Linked DNA regions of Oryctolagus cuniculus: region 1 is linked to region 2. A link is a contact called in public Micro-C data. All regions are on one chromosome and are shown on one strand. The core of a region is the stretch at or near the end of the contact, and the rest is flanking DNA. Distances in the headings are between cores, read along the strand shown. Region 1 holds the start of CS (citrate synthase). Region 2 holds the start of ESYT1 (extended synaptotagmin 1).

Region 1 (5,313 bases), core at 2,736-5,235, 180 kb after region 2:
CTCAGCTGCTCCACTTCTGATCCAGCTCCTGCTAATGCACCTGGGAAAGCAGCTGAAGATAGCCCAAGTGCTTGGACCCCTGCACCCCTGTGGGAGAGCCAGAGTTCCAAGCTCCTGACTTTGGCCTGGCTAACCTCAGCCATTGGGGCCATTTGGGGAGTGAACCAGAAGATGGAAGCTCTTTCTCTGTTTCTCCCTCTCTTGCTAACTCTGCCTTTCAAATAAATTAAAAATAAAATAAAATGACAGCATGCGCAAAGAAATACAAGGACAGGTAAAAAACATTAAAAGATGCTAACAAAGAGCTATTGTTAAAGTTGCTTCACTACTGTTTTAAATTTCACATCCTACTCTAGAAAGCACTGACACACAGAGCAGATGGAGTTACTGTGACTTTTCTGATACACACCGAGTCCAGTTTCCGGTCTACTACCCAGCTTGGATTCTAAGACCGTCAGCCCTCCTTTTATTCTGTTTATTTCTCCACTGCCCACCATACTGTCCTAACTGCCACCCTGTGCCCAGGCATCCACTTATCTGCTACTATCTAAAAACCACTAATAACAAATGCAATGAATCATCCCATCACCGGCACACAGCAAGCTCTTCCCGCTTCCCCCCAGTCTCTGGCCCTTCTAGTAATCATCAAGGAATCACCATTACTTTGCGTAGGCTGATAAAGTAAGGGCACAGAGATCTGAGCCCTAGTCTTTGAAATTCTGGGCTGTGAGTCTATCTGAACATCTCATAGGAAAAAACCTGCTCAGTCTTGCTGAATCCAATTTAATACTAGGACTTAAATACTTGTTAAAAATTTGCAGGGGGGCCGGCACCGCGGCTCAATAGGCTAATCCTTCGCCTTGCGGCGCCGGCACACCAGGTTCTAGTCCCGGTCGGGGCGCCGGATTCTGTCCTGGTTGCCCCTCTTCCAGGCCAGCTCTCTGCTGTGGCCAGGGAGTGCAGTGGAAGATGGCCCAAGTGCTTGGGCCCTGCACCCCATGGGAGACCAGGATATGCACCTGGCTCCTGCCATCGGATCAGCGCGGTGCGTTGGCCATTGGAGGATGAACCAACGGCAAAAGGAAGACCTTTTTCTCTGTCTCTCTCACTGTCCACTCTGTCAAAAAAAAAAAAAAAATTTGCAGGGGTGCCGCAGCTCACTTGGCTAATCCTCCGCCTGCGGCGCTGGCACCCCAGGTTCTAGTCCCAGTTGGGGCGCCAGATTCTGTCCCGGTTGGTCCTCTTCCAGTCCAGCTCTCTGCTGTGCCCCGGGAAGGCAGTGGAGGATGGCCCAAGTGCTTGGGCCCTGCACCTGCATGGGAGACCAGGAGGAAGCACCTGGCTCCTGGCTTCGGATTGGCGCAGCATGCCAGCCGTGGTGGCCATCTGGGGGGTGAACCAAAGGAAGGGAGACCTTTTTCTCTAACTCTGCCTGTCAAAAAAAAAAAAAAATTTTTGCAAGGGTATTAAGTGCACTGAAAAGGAACCACTTGTATTCACTATCTTGAAAATGTCTAGGCATAACCTAAAAACATTTTTTGGTTGATTCCCTCAAAGTTTCAAATATCCTAGTGTGGAGGAGCAAATCTCAGGAGTACAAAAGTAACTCGCTTTCAGTCAGGATTGACTAAACATGTTGACTTCAAGAGTTCAGAGAAGCAAACTGGTGCCCTATTCTCCAGTTCCCAGCCCAAATCGAAACCCAGATTATCTGCGAAAAGACCTTTTTTAAGTCATAAAGCTGAGGCACCCATAGCTAATACTAAGGTGACTCCTTAATATTAAATCACTTGAATAAGCAAGACAAATAATCTCAAGGCTCCGATTTGGCTATCTCTCCAACTCAGGTGTTCATATGAATTACCCAACAATGGGTAGGGTGGACAAATAGAACAATGACTAGCACTTTTGTCTCCTAGCAAGGTTAAAAATGAAACTATAGCCGACCTTGAAAATCAAAGTGGTAGTGATCAGTTCTCCCAGATTAGGAGACTACTCACAAGTAAAATGTATTACCAATTACAGCTACCAATTAAGCTGCAGGCTAATCTAGAAAGCTCAAGCAGGTGCTAGCAATGCTGACAAGCTGAAAGGCTTCTCAGTATCCTGATCACATCACTCAGTTTTCAAGAAATTTCCACTCCTAAGCTTCTAGGGCTTTGCTAATTTTAAGGGTCAAAATCTTTTTAATAGTTTCCAATTTACGGGTTTCTGGGATCCTCAGGTCCATCTATAAAGTAAACAATGACAGCCACAACTGTGTAGCTCTGTCATCTCAAACGCTCTCTGAGCTTCCCAACAGGCTTAAAAGACAAAATGCATTCAAAAAGTAAATCCAACGGCTTTCTCAAATTCAAATCCACTGTAGTGTTTAGACACTCTGGTGTAGGTTAAGAGCTCTGGAATGAGCTAATTTTAGCGTCCCCTATTCTGCCCAAATGCTATCTAGAACTTGCTTCACTTCCCAAGAGGTTTTCTTACACTGTTCCCTGGCCTCAGGAGAAGCAACAGCCAAGCGAGACAAGTATCTTTCGAATGATCAGACTCTACCTTGCCACTGAGTGCCTGGAAGAACCCTAAGGTAAACCCTAGGAGCTTCACTTTACCTCTGCCAGCTCTGCAAGACAACACACAGCAAACCAAAACCATTCTAAGGCTCTCCCTTCCCTCCAGGTGCCCAAGGCTTTAAAACGCCCGCAGCCGAAAGTGCAAACTCTGCCCACAAGTCAAGGTCACCTGTGGGAAGGTCCCGGTTTGATCAGAGAGCCAAGACTCCTCAGCACAGCAGTTTCCGTTTAAAGAGCCCTGTTACCCGGAGCCAAAAAATGCTGGCAATTTTAACTTGCAGCACCATTATCCGGAACAGTTCTTATTTCTGTGACCCAAATGTTAAGTAAAGGTCCCTAAAGAAAGAGAAAGTTCTCCTGGGTACAGCAGGCTGCATGAAGTTCAACTGCAAAACCTGGGCGGGCAAGTAGTAGGGTTGGTCATGTGACCTTGGCATTCCGAGCCCTGGCCGAGTATCTTCATTAACTGGCTTGCTGTTCGGTGCAACAACCTTTCTGGTTCTTTCTCCTATCATGTGAGAAATCAAGCAGGTTTTATAGGAGTGCTCCACCCTGCCCAGGCTCCTCCTATATATTAAGAGTAAGTTCCAGAGTCCCAAGGACAAAGAGGACCTGAGGGTCCCACTCCTCTGGCCGACACGGCACGGCCACGGCGTGGTCACTGAAGGCTTAAGTGATTGTGCTGAAGAAACAGAAACGGGTAGCTCGGGACCTGACAACGCCCTCCCTACTAACCAGAAGCCAAAATCGGCCATTGGCCCTGCTCCGACCCCGGGACCGAGCGGACGAATCTGCTCACACCGACCCCCACCTCCGAAAAGATTCTTCCCCTAACTCCAGTGGAAGCACATCTCTGTTCTCTAGTGGCGGCTCCCTCTCCCCTCAGCCACGCGAAGTTGACAGCAGAGTCGGGCCTCCTCACTCGCCTGACACTGCAGGCCGGGGCGCACGGCGTTCACCTCACCCCCGGGAGCCCGAAGGGCAGCGCAGCACATGGCCCTGGGAGCTCTACGCAGGACCGGCGGCCAGCCAAGGCCAAGGTCCCTTTAAGGCGCGCAGGGGTGCGCAAGGGTGTGGGCGGGAGACCCCGGCGCCCGAGGGCCTGCGGCCGCCTCAGCCCCACCCTGGGACGCCGTGCTCCCTCCCTGCTTGCTCACCTTGGCTCCCAAGAGCCGGGCGGCCGCAGTGAGTAAAGCCATGGCAGGTGAACTCCGGGATCTGGTGGGGAGGGAAGATGGGGAGAGCGCTGCGGCAGGTACGGGAGCCGCAGCTGCTGCACCAGAGGCCGCGCCGACGGTGGACAAGGTTGAAAGGAGGCGGCTGAGGGAAAGGGTAGACGAACCGGCGGCGGCGCCCAGCCCGGGGTCCTCAGCGAGGACCCGCCCACTGCCCGGAACTTGATCCCGCCCCCTCTCAGGGGACTCGCCTGGGGCTCCACCATTGGCTTGGTGCGGAGGAGGGGCGGGACCTGAGCCGCTGACAGTAGTTGGGGCGAAGAGGATTGGGTCGTCCGCTTTAGGCTAATTAAGTGTGGCTGCCGAGGATGGGGGAGGGAGAGTAGGTGGCTAAGCGTGTGCCTGAGAATTCAGTTAACTTCCTTCTTTGGGTTTCCCTTTGCCCTTAACACATTTGGGGTTGATTGTAATGGTAATGCTAAAGAAAAAGCTCCAGCACTCAGGCTTTGAAGGTCCTCGGGAGCCAACTCCTTAAATATGTCATCGTGACAACTGATATTTGCTCGTTCCCCCTGCACTTTGCCTTGCTTCCTTGAATAATGTCTGGTTAAAGACTTCATGACCATGGAGATGACATCATGTGGAAAACAGGCTGTGATGGCAGAAGAGTTAGATGCTTGGTGGAGAACATTTTTAGGTCAGCAGAGGAGGCTACATTAGTCCAGATACCAACACACCTGTGTGGAGAACAGCCTAAATTTTCAGTGCTCTTTGTCAACTGTCACTTCTGTCTAAGGCCAGGAAATCAAAATCTTACAAACGCTCCTGTAACATGAAGGCTTCCAGGGCACGTCAGAGCCGCCAGTCCTAGTGTGAGTGGCGTGAGGAGTCGGACAGGTTAATAGGTGGAGGAGAGCTCTTTTTTTTTTTTTTTTTTTTTTTTTTTTTTTAAGATTTATTTATTTGAGAGACCTAGTTACAGAGAGGCAGAGAGAGAGAGAGGTCTTCCATCCACTGGTTCACTCCCCAAATGGCTGGAACGGCCTGAGCTGGGCTGATCTGAAGCCAGGAGTCAGGAGCTTCTTCCATGTCTCCCACGCGGGTACAGGGGCCCAAGGACTTGGGCCATCTTCTACTGCTTTCCCAAGCCATAGCAGAGAGCTGGATCAGAGGTGGGGCAGCAGGGACAGCAGGGACGTTAACTGCCGCCCACATGGGATGCCAGCGCCGCAGGAGCCAGCGGCCTTACCCATTACGCCATAGTGCTGACCCCTGGGACTGTCTTGCAGATGCCTGAACTCATGTTTGTTTCAGAGACAGTCCCAAGTAGTTCACTGTTGACGGGCACTATTGGCCTAAAGTGGGGTTTTTGGGTAAAAAGAAAACTAAATTCAAATAAACTAAAATCTAGAGATGTCTAGTAAATCTCATGCATGAGAATTTGGTTCAACAGTACCTAGACACTGGGCTTAAAGGAATTTCTTTTGAATCTAGGAAGATCACTGACTTAAAAAAATTGCCTTGTAACTTGCCAAACTTGCTTTGTGACTTGGTTTAACAGATGTGGATGA
Region 2 (5,332 bases), core at 1,991-4,490:
TCCTGGGGGCTCCGTAAGGGTGCTTAAACCTTAGTCATGGATTGTGCTCGTAGCTCCTATGATCCACCTAAGTGGAACTGCTCCAAAGTATTGAGTGCTCTTAGAAATGTAATGTAATATTTTTTTTTAATTTATTTGAAAGGCAGAGGGGCCAGTGCCGTGGCTCACTTGGCTAATCCTCTGCCTGCGGCTCCGGCACCCCGGGTTCTAGTCCCGGTTGCTCGTCTTCCAGGCCAGCTCTCTGCTGTGGCCCAGGAATGCAGTGGAGGATGGCCCAAGTACTTGGGCACCTGCACCTGTGTCGGAGACCAGGCAGAAGCACCTGGCTCCTGGCTTCGGATCGGTGTAGTTCCAGCCGTAGCAGCTATTTGGGGGTGAACCAACAGAAGAAGGAGTCGGAGACTGAGAGCCTCCATCTGCTGGTTCCCTCCCCAAATGCCCACAACAGCTGGAACAGGGCCAGGCTGAAGCCAGGAGCCCAGAACTCACCCCAGGTCTCCCTACCTGCTGCCTCCCAGCGTGTGCAAGAACCTGAGATGCAAAATCCAGGCACTCCTTAATGGCCAGGCCAAAGGTCTACCCCTCTAAACAGAACTCTGAGAGGCCCGTTGGCAAACCAGTGGGGTAGCTGGAAAAATGATGCGGGTGGGGGACTGGCAAGACCAGGCTGAGGAGGAGAAACCCAATAGATGTCTTGAAGTATTTAAGTTGCTGAGCAACGGAGGAAGGTTCTGTGTTGCACAGGAAATAAATGGAATTCTAGAATAACAGCTAATGTTCGCTGAGTGCCTACTGTAAGCCTAAGTACCATTCTAGGCATTTTACGTGGACTCACTGACACAATGGGTAGCATTATCACTCATTTTGCAGAGGAGGAAGCAGGCTTAAAAAGTAACCTGCAGTGCCGGCACCGCGGCTCACTAGGCTAATCCTCCACCTTGCGGCGCCGGCACACCAGGTTCTAGTCCTGGTTGGGGCGCCAGATTCTGTCCCGGTTGCCCCCCTTCCAGGCCAGCTCTCTGCTATGGCCCGGGAGTGCAGGTCCTTGGGCCCTGCACCCCATGGGAGACCAGGAGAAGCACCTGGCTCCTGCCATCGGATCAGCGCGGTGCGCCAGCCGCGGCGGCCATTGGAGGGTGAACCAACGGCAAAAGGAAGACCTTTCTCTCTGTCTCTCTCTCACTGTCCACTCTGCCTGTCAAAATAAATAAATAAATAAATAACCTGCAAAGTGTTCTACAACCAGTTAGGAATGGGGCCAGGAATCTCTTCAGGCAGTCTGGTTCCAGAGAGAAAGTTCTAAAGATAGAGGCATTCAACAGTGGGACCACCAATTGTTACTAACTTTGAAAGACTAACACAAGTTTCCTAATGAGCTGAGGCCAGAATACATCATCAGACTCGGCTTCACCTAGGAGGTAATTAGCGTTGACATAAACCCGGGTTGCCAACCCTGGAAGTCTAGGTCCTCTGCTTCCCCTAGGCCCCGCCCTGTGAGGCCCCACTTCCTCTAACGGCCATGTCTGCCTGTGCCCACTTACTGCTTATCGCCAGCAGGTGGCACCTGGGCAGCAAGATTGTCAATGGACGGGCCCCACCCTGTTTACTGACGTCGGTAACTGCATTGCAGCTGCTGGTCCGCTAGCTTCTGGGCCCTGGCTGAGACAAAAGCGTCTCTCAGGATGAGTTTCTGGCCCTGGTATAGCGTCTTAAATAGGAGGTGCTGATGATCTTGAGGTGGGGCGGGGCGGGGTGGGGAGGGGAGGGGAGGAGATGAGGAAGAGGAGAAGTTTGAAAAGGGGCCTCCATGGGTCACTCTGTCATCCACCTGCCTCAGGGACCCTCCTTGCTCCAGTACTTAGTGAGTTTCAGGTTCCGTTCTGCCTCGCTGGTTGGTGAACAGATTACTCGTAGCTCCACCAGGCTCTTTGTCACTTCTGGGAATATGGAGGGTAAGGGAGGAAGATAGAAACTACAGCTCTGGAAACCGAAGCAGTCAGGTCCCGCCAGCCCCGGGGGTGTGGAGAAATCGAACCGAGAAAACTTGAGGGAGGGAGGCTGGGCAAAGTAGCTTTGATGAAACACAGCCGGATAAAATTATGCCCTGCAGAGCCAGATAAAAAGTATCAGCTGCAGACCTAGTCTTTCCCAGGAACAGCCCCAGCTCGCCTGCTGCATCCCACGGAACAACAATAAGATGCACACAAGTACACTGCATTAAAGCTGATCACTTTATGACCAGCTGTCCCCTCTTCAACCTCCACTTAATCCAGTTGCTGGGTCTCTGGACAGCAGTCTGCCTCCAAAGCCATTATCAGTGTACCTTGCCCTTCCCCCTCCTGAACCCGTACAGTCCCGTGTGGAAATGCATTAGTTCTACACATGATTGTGTTCCAGCCCTTGCCTCTGGTCCAAACAAATAAGAACCCGAATGGTCTCAGGACGCTTGACTTCTTATTGGAATGGCGTAGAAGTCCCTCAGGGTCAGGACATTCTCGGAAAATGGACTAACCCTGCGGCAGCTGAGTCCTCGCTCCTCTGGAGCTAATTTAGGTGCAATGGATCCCCCATGACGGAGGTGATTAACGCTTCAAGATCTCCAAACAGCAAGCCTCACTGCCTAGTCGCCCCTTCGCTTCTTTGACTTTTCGCCCCCGAAGGCCAGGTCCTCTCGTTCGTTCTCTGGGTCTCCCGTTTTCTCAGCTCAGCCCTCACACTGCGCACTCCAGGGCGGTCGCCCAACACCTCCACTCCCAATACGCTCATCTCCTTTCCTTTTGTAAGGGCGGCCAGGCAAAACCAGAAAGGCAAAGAACGTGCTCAGAGCATGCGAGACAAGTCCTGCCAAACCGTCTGCACGAGCGGAAGGGAACCCCGGTTTTCCACAACCAACCCCTCAACTTCACAAATCCCAGCTCGCTTTAAAACCGAGTTAATCGGCGGTGCGGCTCTGCATGACGTCATACCAGGGCACTCCAATCCCACGTGGGGGGCACTGGGTCCCGCCTCGAATTGGTATGACACGCCTCCTCCCCTTGGTGACCAATCAAAATCTGTCCGTTAGCCCCTCTGCTGCTTTTCCCGCCATCTCTGACCGCCGGCCTTGGCAGGCTCGTCCAATCAGGAGGTCCCGCCGCCCAGAAGCCCTGGCTTTCCCCGCAGAAAAGGGGCGGGGCTCAGCCTCTTCACCCCGCCTCGGTCTCTGCGGCGCGGACCAACCCCAACCGTCGGGGGGAGGGGGCGTGGCCTGAGGCCCCTCCCCCAGCCCGGGGGTCACGGTTTGCAGGGGGAGCAGGCGGCTCCGCTAGTCCAGCCCCAGCTGGTGGTCCGGGTCGGGCGGGTCCTCGCCGAAGTGGCACCATGGAGCGCTCTCCTGTAGAGGGTTCGAGCCCCGGCCCCGGCCCCGGAGCCCGGGAGCCGCCCTCGGAGCCCCCGGACCCGGGCTCTGGGGGCCCGGGCGCGGCGGGTGAGGTGCTGGCCGTGCTGACTTCCTTCGGGCGGCGGCTGTTGGTGCTGGTGCCGGTGTACCTGGCCGGGGCGGCGGGACTCAGCGTGGGGTTCGTGCTCTTCGGCCTCGCCCTCTACCTGGGCTGGCGCCGGGTCCGCGACGAGAAGAAACGGAGCCTTCGGGCGGCGAGGCAGCTGCTGGACGACGAGGAGCGGCTCACGGCAAAAACGCTTTACCTGAGCCATCGAGAGCTGCCTGCCTGGGTGAGCGACCACCCTGTCCTCGCGGCAGCACCGCCCGCTCCTGCCCCCCCCCCCAGGTGCTGGGGACCCTCACCATGCGACCCCTCGGGACCGACCACCCGTTCTCCCCAACCTGGCCGCGCCCCCAGGTCGGGTCCTGCGCCCTCTCCCCTTGCGCAGCAGCAGGGGTAGCCAGGGGGGACCCCGTTATCCCTCCTGGCCGAGACGTCTGGAACGGGGCTCGGGGGCTGCTCCTGGGCATCCCGGCCCCGTTGCCGCTCAGGGGGTTCCCTCTCTCGTCTCTCGTCCCAGCCGCCTCCAGACTTTTTTTCCTGCTATTGAAGGCCATACGGTTTTCCCTTTTCCCGCTCTCCTCCCCGGGCACTAGCCCCGGGGCGTTGCTAAGCTGCGCCCCAGCACCGGCACTGGCCCTCCGGCCACCAGCGGCGGGGTGCGGGCGGGGTCGCTGCAGCTCCGGCTGCCCGCAGCCCCGCCCCTGCCGGCCCCACCCTTTTCCGGACCGGGACCCTTAGTTCTGCGCACGGTCTCCTGCGGCGGGCCCGACGCCGCCTCTTGGGTTTCCGAAGCGGGACCCGCTACGCGACCCCTCCCTGCCCCTCCCTGCAGAGGTGCCAGTCTGGGGGGGGAGACACGATCCCAGGCCCGCTGCGGCCCTCCTCCCGCCCCTCCCCGTGGAAGCTGCTGCCCCTCGCCCCAAATACAAGGCACAGGTGTCCTGAGTCACCCGGGGAGACGAGAGAGAGAAGAAAGAGGAGAAGAAAACACGGCCAGGGCCTAAACCTCTCCTCCGGCGGCTCCTCGAGCAAGGGTTTGCCTCCCTCTTCACCTTCGCCTTGCTACAGAACTGGGTCCAATCCGAGGGAGGAGGAGAGGCCGCAGAAAGGAAGCAGGACTCCCGCCCGCCCGCCGCCGCGACCTGCCCCTCTAGAAAGAATGCGCCCCTCCCCCCTCCCCCTCCTCGGCCCCAGCAGCTGTCACTGAACTCCCCCGAGCCATCCACAAAGCAACTTTGTGTGGCCTGTGCCATGTCAGCTCCCCGCATTAGACCTCCGTGCCCTGGGAGGAAGCCCCGTGCCCCCTGGTGCTTCCTCTGGGATCCCCCGGGGGAACCCCAGGCAGGGGGTGATGCTTATCCCTGTCTCTGCCTTCCTCACCTTCAGGTCAGCTTCCCAGACGTGGAAAAGGCGGAATGGCTAAATAAGGTGAGGGCCGTCCCAAGTCTTCCCCTGCATGAAGGGAGAATGGGGGTTCATGCCTCTTGCTGGGCCACGCACACCTCAGTTCCAGCTCCAGCCTAGTGCCCCGTGCCCTGGGGGCAGAGGCGTCCGAGGGGACCCAGCCTCCTCCAGGGGGAAGACCGCCTCCCTTCCCTTCCAGATCACGGCCCAGGTCTGGCCCTTCCTGGGCCAGTACATGGAGAAGCTCCTGGCTGAGACCGTGGCCCCCGCTGTTCGGGGCTCCAACCCCCACCTGCAGACGTTCACGTTCACCAGAGTGGAGCTGGGAGAAAAGGTTCGGTGTGGGAGGCAGGCCCGGGCCGGGGGAGGGGGCGACCCCAGGGGGCTGAGGCACTCCTCCCTTGCAGCCACTGCGCGTCATTGGCGTGAAGGTCCACCCCAGC

Evidence for each region. A called contact is a pair of places that touch in the nucleus more often than the background predicts.
Region 1: a Micro-C map of ear pinna shows a contact between it and region 2, with 2.7 times the contacts expected there. The contact joins the promoter of CS here to the promoter of ESYT1 in region 2. A contact is called at or near these places in 2 of 6 Hi-C or Micro-C datasets (ear pinna and an unstated tissue).

The regions. Positions count from the first base shown.
Region 1 is chr11:59,110,237-59,115,549 of mOryCun1.1, forward strand. It overlaps CS (citrate synthase), which reads right to left and starts at 3,986. Exons shown (of 11, transcript XM_002711075.4): 1 at 3,725-3,986. The coding sequence starts at 3,766.
Region 2 is chr11:58,926,872-58,932,203 of mOryCun1.1, forward strand. It overlaps ESYT1 (extended synaptotagmin 1), which reads left to right and starts at 3,241. Exons shown (of 31, transcript XM_051832783.2): 1 at 3,241-3,711; 2 at 4,872-4,913; 3 at 5,089-5,223; 4 at 5,297-5,332. The coding sequence starts at 3,361.